2 separate regions of the Cricetulus griseus genome follow, and region 2 is linked to region 1. Evidence: chromatin contacts called from public Hi-C data. All regions are on one chromosome and are shown on one strand. Each heading gives the region's core, a stretch centred on a gene start, on an enhancer-like site or on the middle of the called end of the contact. The rest is flanking DNA. Distances are from core to core; before and after follow the strand shown.

Evidence for each region. Hi-C and Micro-C count contacts between places; a contact is called where the count stands out from the background.
Region 2: a Hi-C map of the CHO-S cell line shows a contact between it and region 1, with 12 times the contacts expected there. The contact joins the promoter of Robo1 here to the enhancer-like site in region 1. A contact is called at or near these places in 6 of 8 Hi-C or Micro-C datasets (the CHK-Q cell line, the CHO-K1 cell line, the CHO-S cell line and 2 more).

The regions. Positions count from the first base shown.
Region 1 is chr4:21,874,150-21,881,177 of CriGri-PICRH-1.0, forward strand. Robo1 (roundabout homolog 1) reads right to left here. Exons shown (of 30, transcript XM_027412417.2): 14 at 5,139-5,260; 15 at 4,188-4,419; 16 at 3,044-3,165. Among named protein-coding and RNA genes, the nearest start is that of Trnar-ucg, 220 kb to the left of the region's middle. Within about 2 kb of position 3,837, at least 1 of the 6 cell types and tissues checked has open chromatin away from gene starts, as enhancers often do. A contact at or near this core is called in the CHO-K1 cell line, where this site is marked.
Region 2 is chr4:22,177,586-22,184,227 of CriGri-PICRH-1.0, forward strand. It overlaps Robo1 (roundabout homolog 1), which reads right to left and starts at 3,840. Exons shown (of 30, transcript XM_027412417.2): 1 at 3,147-3,840. The coding sequence starts at 3,201.

The DNA.
Region 1 (7,028 bases), core at 2,587-5,086:
GAGAGAAGTCTCAACAGTTAAGAAGGCTTGCTACATAATCAGGTATCATGAGGACCAGAGATTAGATCCAAACACCCATGTAGTTTAGTCCATAAGCATCTGTAACTACATTTCTGAAGGATCTGATATCCCTTTCTGGCCTCAGTGTGCACTGGCACAAACAAAAGTAAATAGATAAAACAAATAAAAATAATTTTAAGAATCATATCATATAAATTGGTCAACTTGCTATAACACGGTTATAGCTCTCACAAGGCTCTCATCAGCCCACTTCATTAAGGTTTTGCATGTCTTTTTTTAACATCAAGAAATTTTCATGAAGAAATTAAAAATTATTCTGCAGAAGACTGAACATTCACACAAAGTATGTGCCATCATCTTACAATTATACTACAAGAGGAACTCCATATGACTGGATGCCAGAAAACAGAGGTGCATAGGGATGGGTGGTGGTGGCGAATGCCTTTATCCCAGCACTGGGGAGGCAGAGGCAGGCAGACCTCTGTGATTGAGGCCGGGACAACTAAGGCTGTTACACAGAGAAACCCTGTCTCAAAACAAAAACTGTGTGTGTGTGTGTGTGTGTGTGTGTGTGTGTGTGTGTGTGTGTGTAAGAAGCACAGAGCCTGATACTTCGGGGAAGAATGAACCAGAACTAACACATCACATGAACATCAAAACCAAGAAACAGTTGTCTGAGAAGGCCGAAGAGCTCCTGAATAATCTAAAACATTTCATGTAAATATGGTTGGTATTGAAAATAAAATATTACCAAGAGGTAACACCCTAGGGTTTATCTAGTGTATGCTATGTTGGACTGTGAGCAATAAACAATAATAACAGAGCTTCAAAATAAATTGAGATAACAATTTCTGTTTCATAACACATTGGGAATCAAAAAGTAACCATATACACTTGATGCAAGAAAACTCTTGTAATGAAAAGGTACTCTGTGTAGTCATGAACTTTGACAGTGACATGCAGTAAGAAACCATCTACTTATGGAATTGAAAGTTTGACTACACTCTAAGTCTGGCTTTACATGTTATTACAAGATTACCTATAGAAGGGTAATTTTGAATAAATGGATATAGGGGATGAAGATACTATTATTGTTTCCATAAGGAAGTGGTTATCTAGAATGGCATTCATAATACTCTGGACTCTCTGAAATCCCCTCCAGCAGTAGGAAGGACTAGCTAGGATGGGCTATTTATTACCTAAATTATACTAGGAACACAGACAGCATCAGTCAAAACACCAAAGTTCTCGATCACCTTTAACTTTTAACTTTTTCTTTGCCAAGTTTTTATTACTGCAAAATACAGTTTCAATGCACAATACCCACAAATGGTGAGACATTCTATCTGGACCTGCCCATTGGAAAGAGACTCCTTTGTGAATTTTTTCCCAGCAATTACATTACACAGCTGAACCAAAAGCCACAAACTGATTTTGTACCAGTCAATCAGGTTCAGAACGGCATTTTATTATTTTAAATTGACCATGAAGTTAAGTGAAATCCATCCTTGCACATTTCTTGAGGAGAGAAATGAGTACTGACTCTTAGGGGAAAATCTCTAAGTTACACAATTTGGCTTGGGAGCCAAGACATCATCAAATTTTAGGCTCTTTTACAAATGCTTCTACAATAGTCTGCTTCCCTGGGCTGAAATATCGTATCCTGCTACACCCTAGTACCGAAACAACCTGAGCTCTTATGAGAAAGCATTTAAAATGAGGGCCATTTGTATCTTTTAATGAATCAATTCCAAGGGAAATTTTTATTTGAAATGCTTTGAACTATCTATCATATATAGCAGTCTTTAAAAGTATTCTCTCTCTCTCTCTCTCTCTCTCTCTCTCTCTCTCTCTCTCTCTCTCTGTGTGTGTGTGTGTGTGTGTGTGTGTGTGTGTGTGTGTGTGAGAGAGAGAGTCAGCAAGCCTGGGCTACTCTAATACAGGGCTTACAGCTTACAGGCACGTGCAACTCCTACTTTTTCCAGCAGCTTCTGCATAAAACTCAGGCCTCTATGCTCACGCTGCACGTATTTACTGACTGTACCCTCTCCCCAGCCCTATGCAATACTCAACAAGTTCATGAATAGCTCATGGACAAAAATTTTACAAGGTTATTTTTCTGTTTCAAAAAAAATCATTTCCAAATACTATGTCTACCATTCAACTTACGTTTAGTTACTACACATAGTAAAAACCAAACAAAAAAAATGCGTATTTTGTTTTCTGTTTTGGTGTGTGTGTGTGTGTGTGTGTGTGTGTGTGTGTGTGTGTGTGTGTCTCAAACCTCTCATCCTCCTGCCTTGTGTAATTCCACAAGAAGTGGAATTACAGGTGTGTATCAATTTGGGACTCAAAAACTAATTATGCTCCAAGCCAGCAAGATGTCTGAGTGGATTAGGAGCTGGTCACTAAGCTTCACCATCTGAATTAGACCCCCAGAAGCTGCACAGGAGAAGCAAAAACAGAGTCTTGGTTGTTGTCTGACTTGCCTCACTTACCCTGGCACACATGTACACACACACACACACACAATAATTAATGTTTCCAGGTACGGGTTCATATTCACAGATGCAGAGCCAGATATGTGCATGTTCTAACCTCAATAATGGTGCTAGCTAATAACCAGAAAACTATGCAGGCATCAGAGCGATGCTAAGTACAGGAGTGTATGCTTTACAGTTAAAATTTGCCATGGTAAAAGACACACACACACACACACACACACACACACACACACACACTGTGTTTGCAGAAACGCTGAAAAAGGACACACTTATTTGCTATTGAGATGTTCCTGATTCAATCCACTTACAACCTTTCTTTTAATTTTTGCTTATTTTCTTTCCAAATAGCTTTTTCTAGTATAGACAATTACTCCAAAATAATAGAATCTGAGAAATAATTTTACATGTTGGCTGTTGGGCCAGCAGATGGCGACAAAGGACAATAGACAATCCATACAGGTTCCTTTTTTCGGTGAGCCATGAGGGCTGCCAGTGAATGTCCTAAGTGTATTTGTTACCTTATATTCTTGAACCATTCCATTCTGAGTGTCTTCTGGAGGCGGTTGCCAAGTGACAAGAATCGCGGTCCCATTTCCGTCATTCTTTGATACGGTTACACTTCGGGGAGGGGCGCTTGGTGCTATTAAATTGTAATATAACAGAGTGTACAGAACGCCAAAACACACAGTATTTAAAAACACACAGTAAACATACAGATGCTGAATGCTTTAAGTATGGGTAACACCCAACACTCAAGGGCTCCAAACTATAACTCTTCTCCAAGTTATACTAAATCATTGATACTGTGAATTTTTTGTAACCAGTTGCAATTGCAGCACAAAACACCCCAGGACAGGGCATCAAGATGGCTCAACAAGCAAATGCATAGGCAGGGAAAAACTGTCCACCTTAGTTATGCCCCTGGATATCAAGGAAGAAGAAAAAATACTTTCCCCAAGTCTTTACTATGATGTCATATACCTACACACATTCACCCATATGCAGACTAGTGATCCATTTCTAAAAACTAAAAACATCCTTAGAACATCCTCTGTTCCTTCTAGCCTGTCACTCCAATCTCATATGTTCTCCTTAAAAATGTACAAAAATAGGAAAAAGAACACCAATTTTGTTACGTTTTACTATAACCTATCATCTATAAAGTCACAATTAGAGAAAATTCCTTTTTTTAAAAAAAGTATACTGCGAAATGAAATTCTTTATGTGAATCCTCTTTTCAGTTTTCAGCGGGGTGGAAATACTGGTTTGCCAAGAACTACAGGGTTTCCTAGCATGAGGCATCAGGAGAAAATGCAGACTCTGGAAAGTCCGGGCAAACCCAGATATTACTCACCTTATCTACACCCCATTAACGTTAGCTTCCGTGAATAAAAAAGCCAGCAAATCATGAGCTTTGAATATGAATTCTAGTAATAGTGTTAACACTTTCACCTATTTTGTGCACATTGCCACTGAAGCAAGTCACTTGTTACAACATTATGTTACTTATACTTGCTGTAAGTAAATAAATTGCCATAGCAAAATATTTTAAAATACACAGATTAATAATAAACATCACTACTAACTTTTAAACAACCTCCATTAGTTCAAAAGCACAGGAGATACCTTGCATGGCCCGGAAGCCCACTCCATCATACATACCTTCTTCTAAAGTTTTGGCAAATTTGATTTCACTGTCTGCTCCTTGAAACTCATTAAAAAATGGGCGAGCCTTAATCTCATAGTTGACACCTTTTCTGAGATCAGGGATCACCACACTATTTTTGGTTGGTGTCCTCACTTCAAAAACTAACCACTCAGATTCACTGTGGCCAGCTCCCGATGGCCGGTAGAGAATTTTATATCCTTGGATATATTGAGATTGTTGGTCCACCTATTAAAATGATGAATAAAAATGGCATTAGTCACACTGTTTTCTTGTTTCGATGCAAAGTAATAAGAACAATGCAACAAGTAGAAAAGAAAAAAAAAAAAAAACAACCAATGGGACGCCACAGTGTGGATTTCTAGTACACAACTGTAAGGAATCACTAGTTTCTATAATAATAATATTATATTATGTTTCAGCAAAAACGTAGGACTTCACTATGGGTGGCAAATCATATAAGAGACATGTGGGCATTTTAGAGAAGGCCGCTTTCCATTTTGGTTTTGAAAACCTACTAGTGTTAAGTTGGAAGTGGTGGGGAGGTCCGAAACATGAGGGGAAGCAGGGGAGAGGGAATATGACCAAAATACATTGTGCATATGCATACAGTTCCCAAATTCAGAAAACATTTTAAAAGTCTGCTCAAGACTACTTGGAAGTATTCCTAAATAAAAAAAAAATGCATGCCATATGTCATGTATTCAAGTCATAAGACTTCGTGATTCCCTTGACACTAGCGGGCTTAATTATTTTAGCATATATATAGATATAGATATATAGAAATATATCTATCTCTCTCTATATATATGTTAAAGGCAGATAGTTGGCATAATAAAATTAACATTGGTGTGGAAGTGAAAAACAGTGATGTCAATTCCCTACATGTAATAATCTCACAGAAATCCCGATTATTAAAAAACAACACACATGTTACACAAACTCACAGTCCAGTGTACTTCCACCGAAGAGGAGGAAAGGATGGTAGGGTTGTGGAGGTGCAAGACGACATTCCCCAGCTCTCTCTGGACCTGCTTGTGGTCCACCCCTTGACTGGTTGGTGGGACATCTGCAACAATCCAAGAACACGGTCAGGCCCTATGCCATGCACGGACAATAACTCTCCGAAAAGCAGAATCGGCGGAACTGTGAAGTCACCCTGAATACAGAGAAAAATAAGCAAACTTACCTTCTTTGTGTGTGTGTGTACATGTTCGTGTGTTTGTGTGTATATGTGTTCGTGGTTCGTGTGTGTGTGTGTGTGTTGTGTGTGTGTGTGTGTGTGTGTGTGTGTGTGTGTGTGTGTGTGTGTGCCCGCATGCATGCATCTTCAGGGCCAGAGAAGGACATTCGCTCTTCTGTTTTATCTCTCTGCCTTATTGCCCTGAGACAGGATCTCTCAATGAGCCTGGCACCAGGCTCACTGCCAGCAAACCCACCAGTGACCCTCATGTCTCTGCCCAATTCCCCATGGCACCTAGTGTCACAGCACTCCGTAAGTGGTCATGGTTGGGTTTTTATGTGGATGCTGCTGGGGTTCAAAGCTAAGTCCTTATGCTTTCAGAGCAAGGCTTCTTAGCCACTGAGCATCTCTCTATCCATTACAGCTCAACCTTTGTATAAGTATCAGGAGAAGAGAAACAAAGACCTGTGTGTGGGGAGGGGGAGCGCCAGAGCAAGCAGAAAACCTGTGTCAGCCGAAAAGGGCAGGAGGCAAAGATAACAGCGGCAAACGGGAATTTTTAAGAGCGCCTCCTACCATGTCATGATCATTTTACTGCTGAGCGTGAGAGCACTGGCACAGTTCTGAGTGAGATAAACCCCGCTGCAATGATTCGAACTACACAGGAAAAGAAAGAACGTGGGGTTACAGCTGAGAGGACCGAAAACGAGAAGCTCACAAGGCGGCAAGGGGAAACTGAGTGTAGCAAGCTGATGATCAGCACATCTCCTAGGAGGAACCTGGGGATCTTCTCAACCAAGGGAGACGGCAAGTAAAGGAGTACACAGGCAGGAACACAGAAACCTAGGCAAGGTCTAATAAACTAAATCTGATTAGATAAGAGCCCTTCCCATCATTTAATTGACATTGGTTTAGTTTACTATATTGCATGGAGGATTTAATCATTTCTTTTCAGTCTCATGGATACTAAAAGATTCAGGAGGAAACCTGGGCTCAGGTCTCCTTTATGTCATACTATTGGGGGGACATGGAACTGTTTGCTAAGCTCAATAGACTCGATACTCAACAACAGTTGTTCACAGCTCAAGAGACTTTCTAAAGTGCAGATGGGTTTCTTCGTTTCAAGAAGTAAAAGGAATGCAGGGTAAAGAACAATAACAACAAAGATTTTTTTGGGGGGATTCAGAACTATTTATAGACTGTTTATTGAGACACACACATTTAGTTGTGTTACCAACCTACACAAAACAAAACCGGATGTTTTAGTCTGCTAATATTGAATACCCCACCCCCTCCAATCATAGGATAAATGCCTTTTGGCTGGGGAAGTAGGGAAGAGGGCAGAAGAACGGGAGGAGAGCATGAGGGATCTAGAAGGTCAAGCTGGGGGAAAGACAGAGAGGAAGAGTAAGGAAGGAGGTACCTTGATAGAGAGAGCCATTGTGGGGTTAACAAGAAACCAGGGATCCACCAGGATGACCCTAGCTAGAAATCTACGTAATAGTGGAGAGGGTCCCTTAAATGCCCTTCCCTTGTAATGAGATTGATGAGTATCTTGAATGCCATCCTAGAGCCTTCATCTGGCACTTGATGAAGCAGAAGCAGAGATTCACAGCTAAGCACTGAGATGAACTCTGGAGTCCAGTTGTTCAGA
Region 2 (6,642 bases), core at 2,590-5,089, 300 kb after region 1:
GATACAAAGAGAGGGGAGACACTGTCCCATGGAATGAAACTTACCAAAGCTGTGTAGAGAAACATGCCTCCCCAGAGAAGAAAAAGGGCACCTGGCAATTTACACTGCATTTGAAATTCAGATCTCACCCTAAGTTTGATAAAAGTTCAATCATTTCTTCACTTGAAAGCAAGTTACTAAGCCAAGGGCTTGTAGATGTTATGACAGAACATGTGCACTCCGTTCAGGGACAGACACCTCACTGTTTTGTTTTGTTCTGTTTTCAGAACAATGGTCCCCAATGGTCCTAACCTTACTCAAAAAAATATGTATCCATAGGCAAGAACACAGGTAAACCAACTAATTAGATGAAATTCACCTTTTAATATGAATTGCCAAAGAAGGGCCCACTTTACACCCAAATTCTTGCTTCACAGAATCTGTATTTTTACAGCATTAAGTTCTTTTTAAGGCTATAAAAGCAAACACTCTCAAACTTAATGCTCAATATGCCATCAACACACCCAAATAGAGTTGATAGTCTCTTTGAAGAGAACTGTAGACTTTGTTAAATTGGCAGCCAGTATTAAAAACAAAAAAGGAGAGAAAAAAAGAACTGACAATCAATAGATGCTTTTACAGGTTAAATCTTGTCGAAGGCGCCTTATCCCCTCAGTACACTTTGATTTATTTAAGCTCACCACATTTCTCTGAAATACACTCCATTAACAAGTGCTAGACTGTGATCTCAGGCTGGAGGCAAAACATGAAACACAATCTTTCAAGAACTTCATTCATTCCCTGACCAGGTGTGTTGGGTACATCCAACTTACTAGTTACTTACCTAACCCTGCCAAAGGGGTGTGTGTGTGTGTGTGTGTGTGTGTGTGTGTGTGTGTGTGTGTGTGTGTGTGTGTGTGTGTGTGTGTGTGTGTGTGTTTTAAATCAATCACAGTGCTTTACAACAGCCTAGGGTCATGAAATCACCCCAGGAGTCCAGTGGTTTGGCCTCCCAAGTTCAGACTATGAGTATAAGTTAAAGCAAAGTAATAAAAAGCTTCAGGTAAAATGTGAGTGAGGAGGAACAAAGCCACTTTCTGGTCTGGAACCTGGCAAAGTAGACAAGCAACACTAGAGGGAAACCTAAGGGCTACAAAGTCAATGGCTCACAAACAAATTAAATGAAGATGAAGCCTAGAACTCACGTTAGCGTTAAGAGTCTAAACATGCCCCACATGTATTCAAATTGGGATCTCAGATATTGAGTCCTGTTCAAATTATTAAACATGAGCGAAGACTCCACCTCCCCACACACATATGAGGACAGAATTTGATGGCTGACAGGACAAGCTTTCAGGGATACCCTATTAGTGTGACCCTATCTTTAATCTACAGCCATGATAAAATGTCCCAACATACACAAACTCAGCTCCAACAGTGACTAATGACCATTAATCCCCCTATCTCAGTAATCTTCCCCCCAGTCATTCATCACACTGACACCTTCCTTTACACACGTGAACAAACTTTAGCAGAGAAGGTGAATCAACAAAAAAAAAAAAAAAAAAAAAAAAAAAAAAAAAAAAAACTCAAAGGTATCTGAGGCTGTAAATTAAACCAAGGGGAGATGGGGGGGGGGGGATTCAAAAGCCAGATAGATCAGATCTTAATATTTTGGATTTGCATCCATGGCTCAGAATGGGGAGTGGGGGACTATTCAATCATCTAGATATGCAAACTGAGAATAAAGGCTGCCATACAGAAAGGGGAAGTTGGAAGTGGGGGGAGAAGGGCCCCCAAAGAGTTGGTTTAATCTTCTCATCCATCCACTGTGACATAGATGAGATAGTCAAGGCTGAAATTTCAATTTTTGTTTTCTTCAAAGCAGCAACAACTTAGCATGTTTTCTATTTAGCTTAGTTCAAATGTGCCTTTCAACTTTCAGCTAAGGAAATATCTCAGGAGCTTACATTCTTTTAGGCATTTATTTGCTATCTTTTATTTCTTGTGGGTTTTCCTTTTTTTTTCCCTTCCTTTTTGTAGCCTCTTAGCTTAAGGGGAACCTTTGATCTAAACTTAAAGAATCACCATAGACCACAAATGTTCAAACTAGCCTCAACATTATTTCATAATTATGCAAATTATGTGACTCTACATTCAGGCCCTGATGCAACTTGAAGCTCACTCAGTATGTGACTATAAGGTTGTGTGTGTGTGTGTGTGTGTGTGTGTGTGTGTGTGTGTGTGTGTGTGTGTGTGTGTGTGTAGGCCTGAAACTGGATCCATGACTGAAATCATAATTTACCAAAAGGGAAGAAACAAAAGTTGAGTGCATGCTTCAGTCATCCATAGTTGAAGATTCTTAAGGCGTGCAGGAAAACTGTTTGCAAGCCCCCCACACTGTGCTTTCTCTTAGGACAGAAGGTATCTTAAGCCTCGTCTTTCCAGTACTTCATATGGAGTTGCAGAACTATTTAATTCATCCTAAGGCAACCTTCTGTTCTGTCTGGCCAACAAGAACATCCAGGCAACTTAACTGTTCCCTTTCAGACACTTGCAACCACCCGTTTCCCTTCTAAGCCCAGCCAGGCAGTGGCTAGTTTAGATCCTACCATGAGAACGAGTTATTTCCTCAAGTTTCTTCGGAATCGAACTTAATTACAGACTTTGGTTTACATAAAACAACTTCTAACAACCCCCTGAGCTGGAGTGGATTGGAGGAACAGATTCTGGATTCCTGGGAAGAGGGGATCCTCTGCCCCCCACAACTCCCCCCTCCACTCCAGCACCCCTTAGGATTCCTCAGATGGATGATACTCATTTGGCCTCATCCCGGGGACCAAAATTCGGGGACAACCCGCAGCCTCCTCCCACCCAAAAGCTTAGACAGGCGTTTGCCCAGAGTAAGCTGGGCGTGCCCTGAACTTGGTGAAAGCTACTAGGAGGTTTGGGGTGGTTTCAGGGGAGTTTGGGATGATAGGCCAGAGGGACAACCTCAAATGGGAAAAGAAAAACCTTTTCCTGGAGAAGTTCTGGAGGGTCGGGCCCCTCTGGCCTTAGAAGGCAGAGGTCGCCAAGAGTCAGTTCAGGGTTCAGGGTTCGATTATGAAAAGTGCAGTGAGGACAAGCAAAGGGGATCAGGGCTGAAGAAAGAGGGCGCGGGTTACCTGAACAGAGACATAGTAATCCAAAGAGGTAAAAGTGAGCAGGCTCCGCGATCATTGTCCTCGGGTGGGTCCTGCATACAGTCTCATGCCAAGAGAAGGGAGCAGAAGCGGGGATCTCCAAATTTATGGAAGCCACACACCATACACCCCACACACAAAGGCTTAATATAAGCAACGTGAGTCAATCCGCCAAGAGTTTGCAGGGCAGTTTCTCGTCGACCCCTCCGGAGGCTTGTCAATCCCTCGGAGCCCTTTGCAAAGAAAAATTCCAAGGTTTGTCTTCTCTGGCCCCCGGGTTTCCGAGGAGGCTCAGCCACTTCCAAGGATCATCCAAGGGGAACAACAAAGAGCCGAAACGGAGGAGCGGTTTCCTGCCTCCACAGTCTTGCTGAGCCTCCCGGCGTGCGCCTCCTCAGCGTGTGCCCGGGCGCCGCTAAGCGGCGATTGCAAAGTTGGGGTGTGAGAGCAGATGAAGAGGTGCCCCCCAAAAAGTGCTCCTTCGTCTAGAGGAGAGCCAGTCCGTAGCCGGCCACCCCCCTCTGGCGGTGATTGCAGTCAAGGTAGCAGCAGCAGCAGCTGGAGAGGGCAGTCTCGAGGTTCACGGGGTGCGCCTGGGTGACTCCGTGCGCCAGGAGGGAGCGAAGGGGCGGTACGGCGACAGAGGCTGCCTGGGCGGGCCCTTGTTCCCATCACTCGCGGGATGCGGAGAGCACGGGGGACCGCACCAGGACCGCGGATGCAAGCGCGCCTTCCGGGCGCCCCCAACCAGGCGCTGCACTCGGCATCGCTCCGGGTCCTGTTTCCACAGGGGCGCGCCGAACGCACCTCCAAAGCAAGCTGCAGTCCAAACTTCCCGGGGTGGCTGCTCTCACCCCCGTGCTCCTGGAAGCTTCGGAGGGGCAGCTCCTCCGGGAGGCCGAGAGTTGGTGAAGAGACGCGAGCAGAAGGAGGAGGAGGATGCTGTCTGCTGCCGAGGCTCGCCCGAGCTCCGCCCGGGGCTGCAGCGTCTGAAGTTTCTGCTCTCACGCTGCCTCCTCTCGGCTCGGCAGCTTGTGGGTTTCCCCCTCAGTCCCAGCCCCGGGTTTCCTCCCTTTCCAGCCCGGCTCCGGAACCTTTAAAGGGGACGCGCGATCCCTGCCATGTCCTCACTGGCGCTGCTCAGACAAGTTCTGCTTGTTAATATTTCCATCCACATGCCCAGAGTGCCCAACTGCGCCCTCAGGTGAGATTACGACTACTCAGGAGCAGAAATCTAAGTGAAGGAGAACTTGTCTTGGGTCTCCTGCCATCAGAGTCTCCCCTGCACCTTTTTTCCAAATGGAACCTCCCAAACCAAAGCCTTCAAAAATCCTCCAGGTCCCTCTTAACCTCTTCTTTACCGCTCCAGGGGACTGCAGTAAACTTCCAAATAACTTTACCCCTCTCCATTCTCATTAAATAAATAAACAAACACAAAACTGGTTTCATCTTTCAGCAAAGAGGCTTTAGGACAGAGCGAATGGACAATATCTAGACAATATCAGTCTATGGATACTCTCTTTTCCTTGAATTTGCTGAGGGTTCCATAGAAAGGTTAAATTCTAGGAGCGAGGGGTTAGGTCTTGGACCTTCATTATGTTTACAGGAGTCTCTTCCACTTGGTACCTTCTACATAGCAGAGAGTTAACAGTTAAAGAAGAGGAACAAATTGGGGAAGGCTACATATATTCTAAACTTTGCAATGATGGCCTGCTAAATCCCAAGGTATCAGGTACCCGTTAGCTATTATTCCTGTGATCACACCAACTTTATTCTCTCTCCTAAAAAACAATGGGGACTGTGAGGCTACCTCATGATTAGGCCAACTATGCCCAGTGTAAAATATGCCTGGGATAGTTGACAGAGGATGTTTTCGTGAATTCGTTGTTCCCTTTTTTTTTTTTTTTTTATTACATATGACACACCGAAAACCATGTAATGTATGCTGAAGGCTCGGTAAACATAAACGGTAGGTGTTGGCCATTTACAGCTATTGTTTTTATTAACGTTACTTTCTTCAAAGTTATGATATATGACTCTAAGCTGAATACTTAGCACCTTGGCCTGTGGCAGGTAGCATATGATAGATCAGGTGAAGAGGATTTGATCCATCGTGTGTGTGTGTGTGTGTGTGTGTGTGTGTGTGTGTGTGTGTGTGTGTGCTGTTGTACTTTTCTAGTTTTCCCTGAAGTGAGTGCATGCATTAGCTAAGTAAAGTACAAGTTTAAAAGAAGACTGTGTGCTGATTTTGGTCATGACCTATGAACTCAGAGCAACTGTCTGTGGGAAGAAACCCAGTTAACAGCACCCTGCCTTTAAAAGTGAAAGACAATTTTAGCCTGAGAAAGCTGACTGGAAACTCAGTAAACAAGCTGTGATGAGAATTCAAAGAGTCCAACCAGAATCTTTTCAGCAATAAAACCAGGAACGTGCAGTAAATGGTAAGAGACATACATTGATTTGGTATCTGTGAAGAGATATTTAGTGAAGAACAGAAAATTACTTTTTCTTGGAATAAAATGTCCTTTTAAGATAAGATAACTTAGGAATAGGAAATAAATAAGCTTAGTGTGATGGAGAGCAGGAGAAAAAGAAAATCCACAAATCTCCAAGTTATTTAAGTGAACTTTAAATAAAGATTTTGAAGTTCCATCTAGTGAGGGATATATCCTTTCTTTTTTTTCTTTTTCTTTTTCTTTCTTTCTTTTTTTTTTGTTTCCTGACACTCGATCTGGAGACCAGATTGGCCTCGAACTTGCCTCTGCCTCCTGAGTGCTGGGATTAAAGGCATGCACCAACAATACCCTGCGGGATATATCCTTTTATTTTCATTTATTTTAGGTGTGTGCACCCATGCAAGTGTGTATGTGACTGCAATCCTGTTCCGTGTGGGAGAGCCTCGTGCATGCTAAATACAGACTGTGCCATTAAACACCCAGTCTGAAAAAGCAGACCCTGTGCAAGAATTCCTTTCACACTGCTTCCCCAGTGCATCTCCCTGTCTTCACAATTTTATTGAGATCTCTCAAGATCAATTTCACTGGGAGGGCTGGAGAGGTGAATCAGTGGGAAAGAGTGTTTACTGCTTTGAAAGACCCTGGTTCTGTTCCTAGCACCACGATGAGCTGACAACTGTCTGTAATTCAACTTCTAGGGGATCTGATGCCCTCTGGTGACCTCCACAGGTTTCTCTATACCTGTCCTGCACATACACTCACACTCACACACACACACACACACACACACACACACACACACAAAATAAATAAATAAACAGTAATAAATACCTTTTAAAGATCTATTTCAACAGCCACAACATTTCCATTGAATCGAAACTAGATCAGTCCTAACTCCTGTTTCTCAACGTCAGTGGACTACACTATTGAACACCTTTGTTCCAGACTTAAAGATGAAATTACCTAGAGAGACAACAGTAAGTGCCCACCAGGAAAGAAACGATTACAGACTCTCATCTGAA